Regions from separate parts of the Mus musculus genome. Here region 2 is linked to region 1. A link is a contact called in public promoter capture Hi-C data. All regions are on one chromosome and are shown on one strand. The core of a region is the stretch at or near the end of the contact, and the rest is flanking DNA. Distances in the headings are between cores, read along the strand shown. Region 1 has its middle 13 kb from the start of BB123696. Region 2 holds the start of Auh (AU RNA binding protein/enoyl-coenzyme A hydratase).

Evidence for each region. Promoter capture Hi-C pulls out the DNA fragments that hold promoters and counts their contacts.
Region 2: a contact with region 1 is called in a promoter capture Hi-C map of liver, with 2.1 times the contacts expected there. The contact joins the promoter of Auh here to the enhancer-like site in region 1. A contact is called at or near these places in 5 of 39 promoter capture datasets (the 3T3-L1 cell line, erythroid cells, liver and 1 more), 2 of 484 Hi-C or Micro-C datasets (the 3T3-L1 cell line and myocytes), 1 of 115 datasets of contacts at active chromatin or transcription factors (cardiomyocytes) and 3 of 9 other capture datasets (adipose tissue, liver and macrophages).

The regions. Positions count from the first base shown.
Region 1 is chr13:52,768,187-52,772,947 of GRCm38.p6, reverse strand. No RefSeq gene overlaps it. Among named protein-coding and RNA genes, the nearest start is that of BB123696, 13 kb to the right of the region's middle. Within about 2 kb of position 2,292, at least 10 of the 459 cell types and tissues checked have an H3K27ac peak or open chromatin away from gene starts, as enhancers often do. A contact at or near this core is called in liver, where this site is marked.
Region 2 is chr13:52,927,375-52,932,135 of GRCm38.p6, reverse strand. Auh (AU RNA binding protein/enoyl-coenzyme A hydratase) reads left to right here and starts at 2,459. Exons shown (of 10, transcript NM_016709.2): 1 at 2,459-2,681. The coding sequence starts at 2,495.

The DNA of each region.
Region 1 (4,761 bases), core at 1,043-3,542:
TCAAACATGAGTAGTGGCTAAATACACTCTTTCAGAGAGTCTATGTCAGGGTGGCATCCATATTTGAATGGTGTGTGTGTGTGTGTGTGTGTGTGTGTGTGACAGAGAGACAGAAAGACACGCACTCAGAGACAGGGAAACAGAGAGAGACAGAGAGAGAGTACACATGTGCATGCATGAAACAGAATCCCCCATTCTATACTGTCTTACATGTTGGTTTCTTTGTTTATACTTTGTTCATTATTGATGAGGACTCTCCAGGCCTCAGAGTTGACTTAACTTGGGGTGACCCAGACCCCAGTAGTCACCTCTTGTGGTTTCCACCAGAGAGAAGTAACTAAGGTATTATTGTGTTGAGATTATAATGTTAATGTCATTTCCCCTCCTCTTTCCCACCTTCAGACCCCCCACCCCCAATTGCTTGTCACCCCTATGTTCTTTTTAATCCAAGAACTGTGCAGAATCTTGGTACTTGGAGAAAGAGGCCACTGGAAGCTGAAGTTCTGACTTCCCATTAACCGACCCAGTGGCATTCTTATTATCCATTGGGAGCCAAAGTCACATTCAGGTGCCTCAGGCCACCAACATGGTGTGTGGATCAGAGAACAAAGTCTGCTATGTCTGGTATGTACCTAAGACTGGGTCGTTTATAACAAACAGGACTTTATTGGCTCAGTTCTAAAGGATGGAAGGCCAAGGTTAGCCAGCCAAGGACAGCAGAGTGAGTGTTGACCTCATGGATTCCAAGCAGTTGTGATTATATGTAGGAGATTGGGCCCATTAATGTTCAGCTATGGAGACGAGTTGGGGTCTCCTGGGATCTTTCTCCCCTTTTCCGCAGCCCTGAATGGAGCAACCCCTGAAGTTCCCTGCTGCTATGGGAAAGTGAAGGTGTGAACTGGAATTTTTTAAATGAGTGAGGTGACTTGTTACATGTCCTTTAGGAGTCTGACTTATTTCTCTTAGCATAATGACCCTCATTGCTTCCATAGCATCAGTGGTGGGCGGGGGGTAAGGAAATTAGATTATGGCATCCAGATATAGTCTGAGAGGAGATGTTAGTTCTGGTCTTGGTATCATATCAGGAGAATGTGGACACAGTCATGTTCGTTCAGAAGGACTGGAAGAGTTTGGAAGCTCCTAGCACTTAGTGCTGAGTCATGTTACAGGAGATGGAAGTGCTGACTGGATCTTATACAACCTCAACCACACTGAACAGCCAGCAACAGGTGTCCTCTCCACCATGGTGCCTGAGTTGCAAATGTGCACTAAGACCTGTGTACACCCTACAGTAGACAGATGGATGGGTAGGTGAACATTTGGATAGACGGGTAGAGACCCATGCATCCAGTCAGCCGTTTGTCCACCTGTCCCTCCACCATCTACCCATCCATTATCCCTAAACACTTCTCCCTTTACATCTCAATTGTCCACAGACAGCAACGCGTGGGCAGACAGCAAGTGTCCAGGAGGTTATAAGATGATGCAGTGTGCTCAGGCTTAACTGTTTCTTCCCCCCTCGCCACACCCCAAGCACCTTCCCTGCCCCTGGGAACCACTCTCATCAGCCTCTAAGGTCCACTTCTTTTTACAGTCTGACTCATAAGCATTTCGTTGAGTTTTATAGTTGTTAGTAGATGCGTTCCTTATCTTCTAGTTGCTGTTATAACATATTGAGATAGTCAACTTATAAAGAGGGAAGGTTTATCTTGGCTCACGTTCCCAGAAGTTTCAGCTCGTGGGGTTGTGGTGCTGTGGCTTTGGGGATGTGGAGGAAACACGTCAGAACAGTCAAGGAGCACAGGGTGAAAGGGTGGGGAAAGGACTAGGGTCCTGTCCTGAGCATGGACATACCCCCAGTGACCTAACCTGCTTCCACTGGGCTCACCCATTAAAGGTTCTACCAGCTCCTAGTCTTGCAGTAGGTTGGCAACCAAGCCTTCCCATGACCTTTGGGGGATCATCAAGATTCACACAGGGGCTGTGGGGGTCCTGAAGGAGAACATTGTCAGGCTGAAGCCTTGGTTTCATTTCATTTTAACACCATTGATGAAACCTAATACAGTGTGTGTCTGTGTATGGCTCGCTGCTCACGGGCTGGGTGGATGAAATCTGAACCCATTTTTGCGGAAAAGCCCAGGACTTCTGAATGTAAGAGTACAGATGGCACATAGGGAGTTCTGAACTCTATTAGGAAGCTGATAGCTAGTGATCTGTCCCACTGCATTGGAAGCTTTGGGTGACAGAGCAAGCGAATTCCCACATTTGTTTGGGCACCACGCCTTCTCTGTAGGCCTCCTAAACTGTGTAATGATTAATCACCACTGACTGCATTTGGGCTTCCCTAGGAGATGCAGCTCTGGGCTTGTGTTTGAGGGAGTTTCCGGAGAGGTTTAACCCCAAAACCTGTCTCTGAGCGTGGTTGATGCATCCGATGGGTTGGAGTCCCAGGCTGTATTACAAGGAGGAAGTCATCTCCATTGATTGCTCGGTGTCCTCACCGTGGAAGCAGTGTGACTAGCTTCCTCAAGTTCCATGTTCTTCACTCCATGATGGGCTGTTGCTTAGTCCACCCTGCCTTCAGCGGCTTCTATCAGGCACCGTGGGCTTGCTGCAGCGGTGTGAAGTGCACTCATGCCTCCCGGATGCACTGGCTTTCGTTTACTCTGGAGATCTCCAGTCTATGACAGAAAGTACATGTGTTATCATGCAGGAATTTATGGAACATCTTACATCTAAAAGGCTTCTGATGGAACAGACTGAGGGGCCTCCCGGAGCTGCTGGCAGGGCTCTGTGTCTCCGTCAACATGCCGGTTTCATGAACACACACTGTTTGCCAAGATCTGTCAGGCTGTGCAGTGTGACACATGCACTTTTACATCATACTGCATTTCAGTTAAACACATGCAAAAATAACTTCACGCTGAAAGCTGGGTGACCTGAAAAACAATGAGGGGTGGATCCAGGTGTGTCAGCTAATTGGCAACCACAAAACAGAGCTAGAACAGTAATGCAGTGGTGAAGACCAGTCTTCCATGATGAGATGGTGCAACCACCTCCCATGGGTTCGGTTCAGAGAGGAGCCTCCAAAGGCAAAAGACTCAGGGCAGACTTTGGATGGTGGTAGGTAGTAGCCTCTTGCTACATCAGGAACTAGGCACAGCCCTGCAGGACCAGACCAAACAAGGTGCCAAAGATGGGAGCCAAGCTTGGACACTGTCTGCCATCTCTTGGGGGAAGTAAGGTGACCTGAAGTGGAGGAACGAGAAGGCATCACCAGTGCTCATAAGTTCTGATGGTGTCTCATCAAGGACTGTTGGCCCAGCAGGCTATGTTATGGCTTCAAGACGGCAGAACTTCCAAGCAGAGACAGACCCCAGAATGAAGTGTTGCACAAACAGGTCCTGATTTCCCTTTCCACGTGCACCTAGCTTGCCCCTTCCTCTCAAAGTGCCTCAGCTGCAATTCTTTCACCAGGAAGTGATGCTTCAAACACAGAGTATAAATGAACAGTAAACTTCCAGCAGTAAAATACAGGTCAAGACCACGCCCAAGGTTGAGCACGAGACTCTAGAAAATCAAACCCGTGTTTCTGTGAATCGATGACAGGAACCGAGTGGGTGATGGGGAAACGAAACTCCCAAAGGAAGGCCCTAGAAGCAAGGTATGGAGATAAGAGACTTCTCAGGTGGAAGAGAACACAAATGGCCTCAGGGCTTGTCACGAAGCCACTACAGGAGTCCTGCAGAGCAAGCTCCAAGAGGAGGCCGTACCAAATGGAAGGAATGAAGAATGGAAACGGGGTGGGCTGTGCAACAGAGCCACAGGTAAAAATGAGCGTGTGTGGAGGAGCCTTATAGAGCACAGCATAGATGGTCCCTGGGAGGATGGCTGCAAGAGGCCTTGTATAAAAAGACTGGCACGCAGTGTGACTCGGAGAAGAGAGCTCAGAAGCTGTAAAGACAGTAAGGAGACAGAGACATAAGCGACTCCAGCAGGGAGTATGAGCAAGGTATAAACAATTTAGCTCTCACCCCGAGCCCTGAATATACAGCTGTCAGCATTCATTAAAAAAAAAAAAAGTGCTTAAAGACATACAAATGGTCACCATGCTGATCCTACTACACCGCACAGGTACCCAGTTACTGCCTGGCACCCCATATGTTTGCACATTGAATTAATTTTAAAATCTGTCAAAATGGCTGTTGTATTTGGACATAACCTCTGGGTAGCCTTTCACACCTTAGTCATCTGTAGATCTCCATATATGGACAGTGCACGAGCTGTGGTGTCGTTATCATGGTAGCGTTCAAGTAGCGATGAGGAAAATGTCTCTAGAAAGGCCATCTGGTGGCAAATATTTCTCTGAATATCTTCAGCTTGGGGTTGGTTGAATCCTCACTTGCTGAACCCAGAGACACAGAGTCACCTGCAGTCTTTTGTTTTTTCTTATTACTGAGAACATGGTCACAGGGATAAGGCAGGGAAAGGAAGTTGGCTGCTTCCTCACATTCTCCTGTAAGACCCACAGAGCAGGGTTTGCAATCACAGCTTTTCCTTCATGCGCCTCATAAAGCTTTTAAAGGCAATGGCGCCAGGACTAAAAGCTTTGCCACGTCTCAGGAAGGAAAGACACACAGGTTTTATGATGCTGCTAAGATGTCCTGGTCCCGCTGTCGTGAGTCGCTGTCATCTCTTCAGGAGAAAATGAGGCCCACCCTCCTAAAGTTTGAAACGCATTCCCATTTGCCCGTAACTCTC
Region 2 (4,761 bases), core at 1,210-3,709, 160 kb before region 1:
TCAACGGATCCAGGTGCTCCTTGCTTCTCGGCAAATCCCACCTCAATAGACACATCAGAAGCTAAAAATATCCTGCATCAAAATGTGCTTAATACTTCCCAGGTGCTAAATATGCCAGCTTAGCGAAGTGGGACTCTGCCCAGTGTCCCTTGGGTTGTCATGATCCTGGGCTGAGCAGGAGATGCTGCTGCCAGCCTTTGAAAGGATGCAAATTCACAATAGATTTTTTTCATTTGTGTGTGCATGTATGAATGTCTAAGTGTGCACACATGCATATGTGTGTGTGACTGTCCAAGTGTGCACACATGCATGTGTATGTGAATGTCTAAGTGTGCACAATGTGTGTGAAGGCCCGAGGACCTCCACACCCTGAAGTGGTGTGCCACTTCGCCTGGCTGTTCATTTGTGCCCTTTGAGATTTTCTTTGTAATGAGCCCGCCGTGGACATAAAAGGCTTACATCACTTCTGTGAGGTACTCTGAGAAAAGAATGACCCCGAGGAAAGGGTGGTGGGAGCTGGTGCAGAGTTGGTTGGTCAGAAATATGGGAGGCCTCGGATCTCTAGTTGGTGGCTAACCTGGGCAGTGTTGGGTGGCCTCATATAAAAAGCCAATTGGCCAAATAAACAAACTGGGGAAAACCCAAAGCCTTCCCAGTGCAATGAAGTCTTATAATTTGATGTTGTCTCTGCATCTGTCTTGGACATGAACTCACCTCTCTTACCGCTGAGGTGGGCCCCAGTCACCCTGATGCAGTTGGTTTTCAGTTCTCTGCCTCCCTGGTTCTTAATTTGCTCAATTTGGATGTCTGTCTTGCCTTCACTGGGAGAGCCTGAAGCACTGTCCTCACTGATTGTCACACCCTATGTTGACTGCCAGGGAGGCAGGGAGGCAGGGATGCAGAGAGGCAGGGATGCAGGGATGCAGGGAGGCAGGGATGCAGGGAGGCAGGGATGCAGGGAGGCAGGGAGGCAGGGAAGCAGGGAGGCAGGGATGCAGGGATGACCCTCTCACCATAGCCGGACTCCAGGGGCTTGCTCTAAACCCACCAATTAGAAGCCACCATGCTGGCTGGCTTTCATCCTTAATCAAGTGCTCTCTCTCCCTACTCCCTCTTCCTCTTGCTCCTTTCTCCTCCCTTCTCCCCCCACCCCTATCTCTCCCACTAGTTGGCCTCCCTTTTACCCCGACACCTCCTTTCTGCCTAGAAATTTCAAAACTAAGTTGGAGAAACAGTAACAGTAACAATCTCAACGCTTAGCGAAAGGAACATTGCGATTAGAAAAAAAGACACAATGTAACTTTCAAGAGCAACAACCTCCCCAGCGAGCAGACACTCAGGATTCCACTGGCTCTCTTCCGTTTGGACCAAAGCCAGCAGGCAGAACACCGAAGGGACATGTGCTTCGGACGTTGAAGGTAATTATACAGAATCTCTTTTTCTTTCTTTTTAAAATAGTGATTTCTTTTTCTGGGCTTTAGTGGTCTGCCTGCTTGTTTGCGTGAGGGTGCCAGATCCTCTGGAACTTGATTTACAGACAACTTTGTGCTGCCATGCAGGTGTGGGGAATTGAACTTGGGGGTCCTCCGGAAGAGCAGCAAGTGCTCTTTACCACTGAGCCATCTCTCTAGTCCTTATACCGGAATTTATATGGCCAGAGTGTAATTTGCTTGTCTGGAAGGACAGGGAATACTCTAAGGAGACATTCTATCTCTTCCTTTAGATTCAGACTAGGAAGGCTCGCTCCTCAGGGAACTGGAAAACCTCCACTCCCAACCCCCCCCCCGCCCCCCCCCCCAGTGGAGAAGGAAAAGCTTAAATTTCTCACAGATAGTGCTGGGTCAAAGATGAAAGGGACCACACATTAACTTGGGCCTGGCTATGCATGATTTTGGTTCTCTACTTCAACTTGTGTGAGGCTTCTGTCTAAAGATAAGTTCCTCCTCTGACTGGTCCTAAACTTCCCCATCTTCACCTGGGATTCAGGGAAGAGAGGAGGGAGTCCCCACTGTTTTTTTTTTTTTTTTTTTCTTTTTGAGACAGGGTTTCTCTGTCTCTGTCAGACCAGGCTGGCCTCTGCCTCCCAAGTGCTGGGACTAAAGGTGTGTGCCACCACCGCCAGGTGGGAGTCCCCACTGTTAAAGACCTTGTGGATTTTAACAATCTGATGATACACAGAGGAGGGGAACAAGGGTCTGTCTTTCGAGTATCTTCCTTCCTTCCGGGATGGTCAGTCACAAGCCTACTATGGACCAAGTGCATGGAGGCAAGACCCTCTTGTCCTCTTCATTTAAGCGTTTCCACACTTTAAAGATGCCTCTCCTTCTCTGAGCTGGCAAAACATTAATGCTACCCGGGCGGCCGAGGTAAAGAGTGCCTGGGAGGGGCCAGACAACGAGGGGCGGGGCCAAAGCGACCGACGCCTGTCGTGTGCGTGCGCGGCTCCAAGCGGGGGGCGGAGCCTGGCCGCGGGCGCCCGCTGTAAACATACAACATGGCGGCGGCGGCTCCAGGCGCTCTGGGCGCCTTGAGAACGGTTGGCGTCCGCCTGGTGGCCGCGTGCTGCGCGCGGCTCGGCCCCGCGGCCTGGGCTAGGGGTACCGCCCCGAGGAGGGGCTACAGCTCGGAGGTGAAGACGGAGGATGAGTTGCGCGTGCGGCACCTGGAGGAGGAGAACCGAGGTGAGCTGCAGGCAAGCGCGGGCGAGGCCGCGGAGGTCTGCCCCGGCTGTCACTGCGTCCCCGAGGGTACGGTGGCCTTCCGGGTTCAGCCTGCTCAGTGATGATGCTCGCGCCTGGGGTCTCTCCAGCCAAGGTCAATGCGGAGCGTGTAGTACAGGGCCAGGGTTGCTTCTTGCTGTGTAATAGCTCCCTGCTACCCCAGGCGTCAGTGCGAGAGTTGTAGGAGCTGCAGCGGGGATGCCTTTTTATTACTCGAGAGAAGCTTAAATTAGAAGCATTCTTTTGCACATATTATCTCGGAGAGTTAGTTTTGGGGGGCTGTTGCACTTCACTTAAAGAATTTTGAACGCTTTTTAAATTTTTTGCCTTGCTGAGCTCCGTGGGGGGTAAATAATGAGGCTATTCATCTTGCCCTTGGGCTGATTACAGTGGGAGGAGACAGATATATTAGTGCATGGCAAAGGGTGGAAAGCTATGAAAAGGTAAGATGCAGAGGAATATTGAGTTTCCTTTAGTTGCAGTGTCGGCTTAACTATAGTGATTGAGAAGGTGGAAGAACGTATTGCCCAAGAAGGAAGAGAGGACCACTGAATGCATTTTGACATCCATTTATTGGATGCTGGAATCTGTTAAGAAGTGGAAAATAAGTCAGTATGGCTGTCTTTTTAGAAGCTCTCCTGTGTATTGAAGGTCAGATGACGCTTGCTTCAAGGCTTGTTGAGAACCCCGAAATGCCTGCAGGGTTTATCTCTCACTGTTATAACCTAGGCTGCCCTGGAAGTTAAGATCCCCAGATTTAAGAGTGCTGGGATCACAGGGCTGAACCACAGTGTCTACTCCAAGGCATTCTGTAGGCAACACGAGACTGACAGTTCTGACGCAAAGTTCCCTGTGCTCCACCCATCGAATATATCAAGCAGAATGATAGGCACTCCATGAGGTGGTTGTGGAGATGGGAAGGATACTGTGTATTGAGGGTTGAGCAGCCTCTGCAGGGCGCTCAGAAGTATGCGGAGTCATTTTGTTTCTTGCACGTTCAAGCCTTCTGAGACAGCGGAATGGTCAAAATGATGGAGATATTTATTTGGGAAATGACAGAAGACAAGTATGGTGTGACAGAGTTGTAGGAAGCTAAGCTGGGGCCTTAGAGGCCTGGAATCATTAAAGCCTTGGATGCCAGTCTTTTTGGGTAAGCTTAGTTTTGCTGGCGTTTCAGTTATGTTATATGCTCCGGGGGTGTGTTACTTATGAAGGGGTTGGGAGCGTTGTTAGCTGTATGTATATGCTTTAGTGGGTGTTCGTGTGTGTTTGTACGCACATTCACACAGAACTTCCTGGAAGTCTTTAAGTTGGGATGCGATTGGACTGCAGGGGAAGATACAGCCCTTGGAAGATTATTTAATATTTCGATAAACTGTAATGTTTATCTTGAAGGCAGATATCAGTAATTAGGACATCCTGGCCTAACGACTGACCCAGCATCCTTTTGAGGATTGGCAGAAGTGACGGTGCAGGCTTTGCTTTCTTTTTATGTCTGAGCCAACTTATAAGTAGTGCAGAGGAAGATGCGGGAGCCAGGGTACTGCAGATGGAGTCTCTGAAAGGTGGGTGGTACAGGGACACTGAATCAGATTGTCACTGGTTTAGTTACTAGTGGCTTGCCATGGACAGACAGACAGACAGACAGACAGACAGCAAACAGCATGGCAGGGACTCAGGAGAGTTCAAGCCTTGGCTCCAGAGACAGACAACATTGAGGGAGATCTGAAGAGTGGAATCAGGCCTTATGAAGCAGGAGTTGTGGTCTTTTACAGATGTTTGAGGACGGATAGGTGTAGTTTCTCAGCAGGATCGTCTGTGTGTGTGTGTGTGTGTGTGTGTGTGTGCGCGCGCGCGTCCATCAGTATCTCCTTTGATGTAAACTCACTTCTGGTGAGAAATCTGTTCTCAGCAGGGCGCGTGATGGTCTGTGAGAGGGAAGGGGCTGCTGTGGGTATCGTGGCCTGAGTGGGAGTGGATTTTGACATTACACTATCAATAGTCTCCTGGTGCTTCTGTCAGAGCGATGAGTCCACAATGT